Regions from separate parts of the Gasterosteus aculeatus genome. Here region 1 is linked to region 2. A link is a contact called in public Hi-C data. All regions are on one chromosome and are shown on one strand. Each heading gives the region's core, a stretch centred on a gene start, on an enhancer-like site or on the middle of the called end of the contact. The rest is flanking DNA. Distances are from core to core; before and after follow the strand shown. Region 1 holds the start of sema3h (sema domain, immunoglobulin domain (Ig), short basic domain, secreted, (semaphorin) 3H). Region 2 holds the start of borcs6 (BLOC-1 related complex subunit 6).

Region 1 (5,540 bases), core at 1,903-4,402, 130 kb after region 2:
CTGTACAGCTAATGGACCATTGAGGCAGGGATTTGTGGGTTTGAGCTTCCTGTGGGGTGATGGACAACAGTTAACTCATCGCATAACTACAAACAATCAATAACGTCTACGCTGCAGACAAAGACGACTGAATGCAGTTGCTTCTCTACATTATTGCTTTTGTCTCGTATCCCCTATGTTCTCCCTGTCAATTTTCATTTTCATATGGTAGCTGTCAGCCCGATGCTTCTGAAGATAAGGCGCTGCTTCCTATGTTCTGTGCCCATGTGCAGGCTGCAGAAAAGTAGAAGCAACCCAAAGGTTCCATGCACCAAAAACTGTGTCTCCCTTTCTGCCTGATAGCAGATACAAGGCAGGACGTTTCTTGTCAGATTAAATGACCACTACTTTCTTATATTAAACATTTTTCTTGCTTTGTGTATTATGCCGTATGTTATCGTGTTTATTGAATTACTGATTTTTAACTGCAAATATTGCCATTTGGTGTCTTTGCTTTACTACATAGTTTGAGATGCTTTTTCCACTTCTTTTTTTACAGTGGATTCCTGCTATGACGTCAGCAGATGAAGGAAAACAAAACGTTCAGTATCTATACGACAACCTCGGTCGTCAAAGTGTTTAAGCGGGCCCGAAATCCCTTTCTAGTTACAGCCATTCCCCGACAAAAAACGATCTCCTCCCTGTGTCTGAGAAAAGCCTCCGTGGTGATGGGAAGGGAAATGACCACAACATGGAGCTCCCACAGAGAGCGCACACACACGCACACACACACAAACAGACAGACTTAATGGTGGAAGCCACAAACCCTACACACGCATCCCATATTTCTTTCTGTTCTCTTCCCAATGATGAACACGCCGCCTGTTGCCATAAAACACACACAGTCAAACAAACGACCCTTCTAGTTCAAAGCCATGAGCAGAAACACAACACACCAACCCAAACAGCTGTATTTAGACTCACACACACACACACACACACTCAACGACACACAGACACATACTTCATGCATCCACACAAAGATACACACACACTTAAAGGACACACAGGCACATTTGCACGCTCACAAAGACACACACACACACACACACACACACACTCACGGCTACTTCAGCAGCTCTCCACATTATCACAATCAGCTTTCATTAGAGCTAAATTCCCACCTGGGAGAATCTGACGAGGTTTCCCTTTTCCTTCTCTCGGTGCTTTCTGGGTCACGACCGGCCGACTGCAGCCTCATCGCGTCTCCTTCACACACACTTTGTGTTTGTCATAACGTGTAATCAGTTTGTTTCTTAAAGCCATAAACACGGCTTTATGTGAGCGTGACTAAAGGCTCAGAGAAGTTTTTAGTTTGAAGGTGATTCGTAGTGAATATGGCTCAGACTTCAGAGGATCACACCACAAATCTGGTTTCCATTATGCAGATTTCTGCGATCTCATTAGTTCGGACCGTCACAGTAGTTATACCCAAACAACAGAACACATGGCTCAGATGCTGTTTGCAGGATTCACCAATTCCACCAAGTCCCCTCTAATCCCCCTCCCATCCTCCAATGATGCGAACCTACTCACGAGTTAGAAGATTGGACCCATCTGCTCCAATCCAACCGCACATGAGCGTTCAAACGCGCATAAAGAGCGGCTGCAACACATCAGAGTACATGATCAATGTATCCAGTAGCTAAAGAGCTGTAATTACACAGCGAATAAATGATGGAGTTCCTGTGTGTGTCTGCGTGTTTCTCCAGCGACCTCGGCCTGGACTCCACCGTGGTGGACAGATTGGCCCGAGGCCAAGAAACAATTCATTTGATGCCGATCCGGATCTTGGACTCGAGCCATGCGGTTATTATTTATTTGATAGTAACTGGAACTAAGAGACATTGACACTGGATTCCAAATCCCCAGGAGGTTCCGTCCCGTTGGAAATAACAGGGACAATGTCTTTTGGTGAGAAGTTTAATAGCGGAGTCCTCTGCCAACATCTAATATGCGGACAAAAGCGACTCTGTTAAACTTTGACCTGGTCTACTCTTTCTGTCATAGTGTTATCAGGTGTATATTGTAGAGAATATAAGCAGCTTTTCACTACAGTTGTACAAATAAACACAGTTTACAAATAATTTAAATTATTAGTTATGTCAAAATTAGGAAAATCCCTCTGAATGTGTAATCCAGGAAACGTTCTACCGTTACAAGTGTGTTGGAAATGAGCACTTAAACGATGCCACTTTTGGACAGAAATATGAATCATACGGAGTTTATTGCAGAGGTGGAGGACAGCGAGACAGCGGAACAAAACAGGTGGAGGGACAAGGGATCATTTGCGATCCACATGTCGCATATCACATGTGCAGTGAGGGAAGACGAGGTGATGATGAGGAGAGACGTTTGATTCACCTGCACGAGTGTGTGTGTGTGTGTGTGTGTGTGTGTGTGTGTGTGTTAGAGAATGACAGGGCAACAGATGCATGAGACATTGAGAGCAAAGAGCCCCAGTAACAAAGAGCCTCTTACCGGAGTGTGTGAACTGCAGTCTGGGTTGAGATGCTCTCCATGCCCCCGCTAAGGAAGCCCCCAAGTGGGCCAGCAGGAGCGCCGTCAGCGGCCAGTTCATCCTGCTCCTCACGCACACACACAAATGCAGACCCACCACAGTAACAAGTGCCCGACTCGCCGCGAGCCCAAATCTCAGCGTCGCGTTCAGGGGACGCGCCAGATCCAGAGACACACTCGCGCACACTCGAGACAGCTACACACGCACTCTCAGTCCAAAGTGTTGCTGCGCCGCTAAGTCCAAGTCAAAGTGGCAAAGATGCTGAATCCAAACTGTTGTGTTAGTCAGGCTTCAATACGTCCAGATCCTGAAAAAACACTCACTGCTCACACTCTTTACCATCTGTAAGTTTGTGTGTTTATATCTCTTTTTCTAGCGTGTGTGTGTGTGTGTGTGTGTGTGTGTGTGTGTGCGTGTGTGTGGGCTTCAGGGTCGGAGGGGAAAATGTATTCCAAGGAAGAAAAAAAAGAACTAAGTCGTCTCTGCGCTGCCTCCTCGCAGCTTGACAGCTCTCTCCTGTTCTGTCTCTGGTCCCGGCTCCTCTCTGCATGTGACTGCGCTCACTCTCTCCCTCCCTTCCCCTCCCTCACTCTGTCTGGGAGGCGGAGGGAGCGAGATCCCAGATCATTGTGGCCACCCTGCAATGCCGGCATGCGCGCCCATTCATTGCTTCCTTTGGGAAAACCTAGTTAAAGTTGAAACGAAAGAGACAAATCGGCTTTCATCTTTATTGCCGTTTTGTCTCACTCTCTCCGTCGCTCACTTCCTTTTCCCCCTCGCTGCCTCCAGTACTCTCACACAACACCTTCCATCAGGCACACAAACAGAGCAAACTTAGACAGAGTTGAATCTCAACAATGCTTGATTTGGTAGCAAGAATAGAAAGAAAGAAAAGTTAAAAAATAAGAAGCCAGCAGGCTCCTGCTTGGAGGAGGAGCTCAGGCCGTGTAAAGGTCGATACGCAGTGCATTACAAGTAACATGTAACCGTTCACTCCGTCTCTTCATCAGTCATTACTTTCAAAGGCTCCAGTCCCGACCCAAATGCAACCACTAAAGCTCGTGTTATTTTCATTAGAAAGCTGCTCGCTGGGGTGCGGCAGCACAGGCAGAATCTTTCACCGGCTTCGAGTTCAATAGCAGGCCAACAGAGACAATTTATTCATTCTCGGGGATAAATAATGAATTTAGGTTGCAGCAAACTAACAAGTATATATAGTCTCTCCAAGGATTTATGATTCCTAAATGATTCATTCTGCAGACTTGTTTGCATTTGTACGTTGTATAATTAGGAGAGGTTTTCCTTTGTTGCAATATCAGCCAGCAGTTTAATTATAGGATTAGAAGGCCTGTAACCTGGTGTCTACACAAGCTCACATGAAGGCAGAGCTCAGCAAACCGCTTGTTAGTTAAGTTTCCTCATTATTCATCAGGAGAAGCAGAAGTTGCCTCTTGGTTCCACAGACTGGCTGATGGCACCGTGCCCTGCCGGAGGACCTTGAGCAAGACGCTGATGAAGATTAACATTAAGTATTTTATTTCGCCCATTTAATTTGGTAAAGTGATGTTTTCCGCAGCTCAACAAAACTCCATTGTTCCCTAAATCCCCACAGACGATGTGTCTTTGCTCAGCGTAACGAACAACGCATACATTTTTAGTATCGTCATCACTCTTATTGTATTGGAGGTTTTTCCTGCTGACCTCTCACTCTCGTGGCTGCGGTTTTCTACCGTGGCCGTCATCCTGATCTCAGGATCACCTGTCAATCAACCTTTGTTCACTTTCATTTTCAGTTGATGAAAATCCTGCATGTGACAAGAAGACGAACACAAGACTCAACAATCTCTCGTCTGACAATGTACAGCCTTTTGCAAAGATAATACATAGTCTGAGAGACTGATATTACAGTTTTTTTCGCGATTCCCTGAGTCTCGTTGCATGTTTTATACCTGCAACGTAACAAGAAGCGTCATTCGGCCTGATTTACAGCCAAACAAAAAGAGTTCTGCATGCAGATAATGCGGGGAGGCGCTTGGTTCTACGGGCAAAGCCACTCCTTCTGCTGCATGTCGCCATGTGCATCACTCGTGAGGAGAAAAGATTTAACAGACTCGTAACCTCTACTTCTACCTTCAAGCTCCCGCCATACATCTAATATACAAGGAGGTCCTAAACTGCCGGCTCATGCAGACGGGATAATTAGAAGCTCTTCGCCAACTTTACCTGATCAGTCAGCCTGTTAATTACAACTAATGGCGTCCCGGGTAGGGTGAACAAAAAAGCTTCGGCGTTGTCTCTGACAAGTGACGTCAATTAGTGAATTAGCGGATGAGCTCCCGCTGTCGTGATGGTTACAGGCCTCAGATCCTGCCGCTGCCATTCTCTGCAAACACGCACACACACACATTAACTCGTGTGCATTCACTGGGATTGGTAGGTTGTGAGAATCATTTAATGAGTATCTTATTGTCCTCGTGTTGTTCCGTCTGCTTACTTTCATGAGGTTTGCGCCTCCTTTTCATGCTGATATGAACCCTAATGTAACTAATTCACAGTGTATATGATAGTTGTGGTTGTGTAAGTAAATTGGTAAGGAGACGCAAACAAGCATTAATTGAATAATAGGGGATTTTAGCCTGTTCGCTTAAAATGTTGCGTAATGGCACCGAAAGAGTAATTGTCGTATTAGAGATGAGGGTGGTAGCAACTGGTTGTCTTGTTTAGAGACAGCAAAAGTGAAGTGAAGTGAACGTTAGTATTATTTGTTCTAAACCCGTTTTATAAGAGCCAGTTTACAGACACAATAGCTGCGGCACACATATAGCAGCACCACTAAGAGGAGATATGAAATAGTATTTATCATTGGTGTAAGGTGGTAATCCTCTGCAGGGATAATACTCCGACTGTGACATAATGACGTCAAAGTCCTTTTATTTCTGAATGTTATTGCGAGGCAAATAACTGCAGAATGAGAGTCGAA
Region 2 (5,954 bases), core at 237-2,736:
GAGCCTGAGTCCCCGTCTTCTGCGCTTCCTGTGCGGGAGGCAGCGGGGAGTGAGGCGTTGGTCACGTGACGGGCGTGCTGCGTACAACTGGTAGACGTTCTCCCGTTATTGTACTTCTCTGTATCAAAGTGGCTTTCACCATCGTAAATTCGGTTTTCCGCATGCACGTGGTTCTCCGTATCCTCTGATGCCTGCCCAGGACGGGGCTCTCTGCTCCCGGCACATTTGACCGAGACCGGAACGCGGGCTCCTTTCTCTGAGGAGACGGGTGTCAAAACCCCGTTAGCTGCTTCTGGCACTTCTGTGCCAATCACAGGGGAGAGACTCATCCCTCCACCTGCTGGGGAGGAGACAGACTTTATGATTCAAATACAGTGTGAAAAGAGTTTTCTGGCTCTTACTGTACTTACTTATTTTTTGATAACTAGTGTTGATCTGATATATTTTTTACTTATACAATGTTTTATTTTTTATATACATTTGGCTGGGGAGCAAAAACATGTTTTTCGCAAAGGATGCAGATCAGTTAAAATAAGGACTTTACAAAGATAAAGGTTATATATATATATATATATATATATATATATATATATATATATATATATTTACTATATCCTACTATTTAAATGGCCAAGCGTATTTACATTAAATCATCACAAGATATCATGTGTGGTTAAGTGTGACATGTTGTAACGTTAGGTTGCTTAGCTTAGCATTAGCGTATACACTTGACGATAACTAACGTTAAGTTGGTGCTAACTAGCAAAGCATTCTAATGGTTTTGAGCAAACGACGCCTGAGAAGGTCGATCCGACGTCCGTGGACAATTGCCATAAAGACATGAAGGAGACATGAATAACTTCCCGTCAACGTTGAGGAAGTTGATGTCCTCTAATGATCAGCTAGCTAGCTCGCTGTCAACGTAACGTTAAATGTTGGATGATGGCTAATGGCTAACGTTTGCTGTTCGGGCCTTTACGTTACCATTCTTACACAGCTCGTGTGTTATCGTATCACGCGGTTACACGACACATGGTTATTTAATGCGAAAAAGACAGTTATTACTGTACTGATAAAGTCATATGATGAGTACGTCATGGCCGAATTTCACGAAGAAAAACACTCACCTGTGTAGTTCCTCTTCAAAAGAATTTAACAACCGAGTCCGATAATAAAATCCTTCCCCACGATTCTCGGGAGAAAGGTTCCGCCTTGCAACAAGCAACCATGAAAACATCGAAAATTATCGAGAATATTGTATATATATATTGTATATATATACAGTCTTCTTCGTTGAATAGTGCTAATATATACACAGTTCTATTGCCACTTGTTTACATACGGATTTTGAAATAAGGAAGAAAAAGTCATTGTTGTTATCTCGTATCTACAAAAGAAGACCTAACGTTAAGTATTCCTCGAGTAGTGCAGTGCATGGTGCGCCACAATTAAACCCCGCATATTGTGTGATTTATTTGTCGCTATTCGTAGCATCACTAGTTTCACGCTGCCCTCATCTCCGGTCTCCTGCAGATGGAGACAAACACCACGGTCCCTCAGGACATTACTTGCCCAACATTACAAGATTTCAAAATTAAAATTGAATATGAGCTGTTTCACCTTATGAATGAATGCGTGTTGACCTTGAAGATATTATTTGTAGCCTATAATAAATAAAAACAAATTTGAGTATAAGCTATATATTTTTAAAGCATATCATATTGCAGCTGCTCAAGCAGCAAACTACTGCATAGTGAGTAGCAACATACAATTTGTCAGAAATTTAAATTTCAGGAATCATAATGGCATGATTGCTGTTCCTTTCTGTGGTATTGTGCTCACAGTATTGATTCGCAAATGAGTATCTTCTCATGTCCAGTCCTCATTAAAATTAATTGGCTGTTACCAAAAGGACAGCAAGGGCAAATGTCACACAGTCGTGTCCAGTGATCTGATAAACTGTTGTTCTTGTTTTGCCTCATAGACCATTAATGAATTTAAGAAATGTGTTTGCAATTATTCAAACTACTGGTGAAAATGACTGGAGAGGAGGTGTAAATAATGAAAAGACCTTGTTTTGCCTGTTTCCCTCCACAATAAAAGTCTGTGGCCTTTTTTTAAAACCCCTGAATGTGGCAAGAAACGACAAACACTGCTGCACAAGAGGAGAGAGGATTGGTGAACAGACTGTCACGCAGACTGTCACCACATCTAAAGGTCTTTTAAAATTGGTAATCAGCCCCATCCATCCTGGCCAGCTGCTCTCTCCCTGGTGCTGAGTTTTCTCCCATTTCAAATATCAAAGCTTTAGATCATTGACTAAGCCCTCCAAAATCCGCCAATGGCTTCCAAAGTTCCACAATACCTGATAACCACCACGACCTTTATCACAATTTAGACCACTGTCAGAGAGAACCTTTTAAACTTTTTTAAGTAACTGCCACAAGAAAGGCGACGTTCGTGGAAATGAGGCAAAATAAGCAAATTGAAAGCACATGTTGTTACGAAGGACGCTCCCGCACCGCCTCCCTCTCGCCATCGGAGGGACCCCTCTCCCGAGTACTAACTGGTTTCGAACTCCATCTCCCATCATGCTTCACACCTGGGACTGATTCCACAACACCACTGATGACACACACACCTGCACCTCATTGACACACACACCTGCACCTCATTGACACACACACAAAAGCCACTGACACCCACACACTCACTGCGAAGTCATGATTCTGCCCCGGCTGTCATTTCTGAGCGTTTTCTCCTAGTCTTGATCCCTGTTTAGTGACCCCGGACCGTACTGCTGATTGCTCTCTGCCTGCCCCGACCCCTGCCTGCCCGCTGACTACGATCCTGTCTGCTCTACGTTGCCCTGTCTGCTGTCATTGACTCTGCCTGTCTGATGCTCTAATAAAAACCTGCGAATGGATCCCTCCGAATCCGGCGTCTCCTTACAGAAGACTTCGCCACTCACAGATCCAGCAGGCCTCGTACACCTGTCTTCGGCGCTCTCCGCTCAAGCCACCCAGCTGGCCCAGCACCACCATCAGCTACAGCGTCTGACCACCCTCACCGAGGAACTAGTGCACGCACTACACGGGCTACGGGTATCAGCAGACGCCACGCCACCGAATCCTCCTCCCAATGCCTCCCCAGCGACCGTAAACCATTCTATTAATCCTCGTCTGGCTCTTCCGGAAAAGTTTGATGGCACTGCTGTAAAATGTAGAGGCTTTCTTCACCAATGCACACTCTTCGTCGACCAACAACCCTCGATGTATCCAACGGATTCGAGTCGGATAGCTTTCATCAGCTCGCTACTCACCGGGAGGGCGTTGGAGTGGGCGACCGCCGTCTGGAGACCCGACGGATCCGCGTTCCCCACGTTCACCAACTTCCTGCTACAGTTCCGCAACGTGTTCGAACACCCCACTGAATGCGGGGATGCCGGGGAGCAGCTGCTCGAACTGACCCAGGGGAGGAGAACCGCAGCTGAGTATTCTTTATCTTTCCGCACACTCGCTGCGCAAACCAACTGGGTCGAGGACACACTGAAGACCCTGTTTCGCAAAGGTTTGTCTGCCGAACTACAATCGGAGCTGGCCTGTCGGGACGAGGGAAGAGGGTTGGACGAATACATTAACCTGGCCATTCAAATCGACAACTTGATTCGTTCACGGCGTCCTAACCGGTATCCACCCCGGCTCACACGGGAGACCTCCGCCACACCTGAACCCATGCAACTAGGCGTCACTCGCCTCACTCAGGAGGAACGTGAACGCCGCTTGCAGAAACATCTGTGTCTCTACTGCGGACAGACCGGACACCTGCGAGCCGCCTGCCCAGTACGTCCTCCTAACGATCCCCAATCGGTGAGTGCGATCCCCAAATCTAGCACACTAAATTCCTGCTTCATTCTACCCATTCGTTTGCTGGTTCGGGGCAAAGTTATCCCAACCACAGCGCTACTGGACTCTGGGGCCGCGGGGAATTTCATGTCACGTGAGTTTGCCACTAACCACCAGTTGAGGTTTAATTCTTGTGGTTCCTCCCTCACAGTGGAGGCGCTAGACGGCCGACCGCTAGGGGAGGGGAGAGTACGACACCTCACCGAAGAGATCAACATGCACGTCGGTGCACTACATTCGGAGAGGATCAAGTTCTACGTTATCCAGGCTCGCAACCACTCTGTGATTTTGGGCCTGCCCTGGCTACGCACCCATAACCCACACATCTCCTGGAGAGAGAATCAGATCACACAATGGGACACTTCATGTCACAACCACTGCCTAACCAGGGTACCCCGTGCACCCCATCACCCTCCAGAACCCGTCAACCCCGGGTCAACAGAACAGAATCTGCCACCCGAATACGCCGACCTCGCTGAGGCCTTCTGCAAGAGGAGGTCTGCTCAACTCCCCGAACATCGTCCAATCGACTGTGCCATAGACCTACTGCCAGGCACCTCTCCCCCCAATGGGAGAATATTCCCTCTGTCACAACCCGAGTCACAAGCGATGAGGAACTACATCGAGGAGGAATTAGCGAAGGGGTTTCTTCGACCATCAACGTCACCGGCAGCGGCCGGGTTTTTCTTCGTTAAGAAAAAGGATGGATCCCTTCGCCCCTGCATCGATTATCGTGGACTTAATGACATCACTGTCAAGTATCGATACCCTCTGCCTCTCGTCCCAGCCGCCCTAGAACAACTCCGTCAAGCCCGATACTACACCAAACTAGACCTACGCAACGCATACAACCTGATTCGCATCCGTGAGGGTGACGAGTGGAAGACGGCATTCTCCACCACTAGCGGGCACTACGAATACCTGGTCATGCCGTTCGGCCTAGCGAACAGCCCATCCGTGTTCCAGTCCTTCATGAATGACATCTTCCGTGACATGCTGGAGAAATGGGTCATCGTCTACATCGACGACATACTGGTCTACTCCACCTCCATGGAGGAACACATCCAACATGTCCGACTTGTCCTGGAAAGACTCATTCAACACCAGCTCTATGCCAAAGCAGAGAAATGCGAGTTTCACCAGACCAGAACTGCATTCTTGGGGTATATAATCAGTCAGGAGGGGGTGGCCATGGACGAGAGGAAGGTTACGGCAGTGGCGAACTGGCCAGTGCCCCACACGGTGAAGGAACTGCAACGATTCCTGGGGTTCGCGAATTTCTACCGAAGATTCATCCGAAACTTCAGCACAGTGGCTGCTCCCCTAACCACCCTGACCAAGCGCCACACGCACCGCATCAACTGGTCCCAGGAGGCACAACACGCCTTCGACGAGCTACGGTCACGGTTCACCTCAGCACCCCTCCTGCGACACCCCAACCCCGAGCTCCAATTCATAGTGGAGGTCGACGCCTCCAACACCGGAGTAGGGGCCATTCTCTCCCAGCGTCAAGGCACACCCGCCAGGATGTTCCCATGCGCCTACTTCTCTCGCAAACTAACCCCAGCCGAACGTAACTACGATGTGGGCAATCGTGAGTTACTGGCCATGAAACTGGCACTCGAGGAGTGGCGGCACTGGTTGGAGGGAGCGAACCAGCCATTCATCATTCTAACCGATCACAAGAATCTCGAATACCTTCGCTCCGCTAAACGTTTGGAACCCCGGCAAGCCAGATGGGCCCTCTTCTTCACGAGATTCCAGTTCACGGTAACCTATCGACCAGGCTCCAAGAATACGAAGGCCGACGCCCTCTCTCGCCAGACCGAGGGAGTTCCACCCACTGCAAGGGATAACATTATCCCGGAAAGCTTGCTCGTGGCGCCGGTTCAATGGGACATCATCACGGAGATCGAGCAGCTGAACCTTCGTCAAGCACCTCCCTCCGAATGTCCCGCAAATCTCCTCTTTGTCCCCGAGACGCTACGTTCACGACTCCTCGATCAGGTGCACTCGACCCCAAGCTCCGGACACCCCGGTATCACCGCC

The links. Hi-C and Micro-C count contacts between places; a contact is called where the count stands out from the background.
Region 1: a Hi-C map of skeletal muscle shows a contact between it and region 2, with 4 times the contacts expected there. The contact joins the promoter of sema3h here to the promoter of borcs6 in region 2. A contact is called at or near these places in 3 of 6 Hi-C or Micro-C datasets (skeletal muscle and tail fin).

What each region holds. Positions count from the first base shown.
Region 1 is chr2:15,252,084-15,257,623 of fGasAcu3.hap1.1, forward strand. It overlaps sema3h (sema domain, immunoglobulin domain (Ig), short basic domain, secreted, (semaphorin) 3H), which reads right to left and starts at 3,153. Exons shown (of 18, transcript XM_040193327.2): 1 at 2,521-3,153. The coding sequence starts at 2,620.
Region 2 is chr2:15,120,801-15,126,754 of fGasAcu3.hap1.1, forward strand. borcs6 (BLOC-1 related complex subunit 6) reads right to left here and starts at 1,487. Exons shown (of 7, transcript XM_040193351.2): 1 at 1,128-1,487; 2 at 1-340. The coding sequence starts at 329.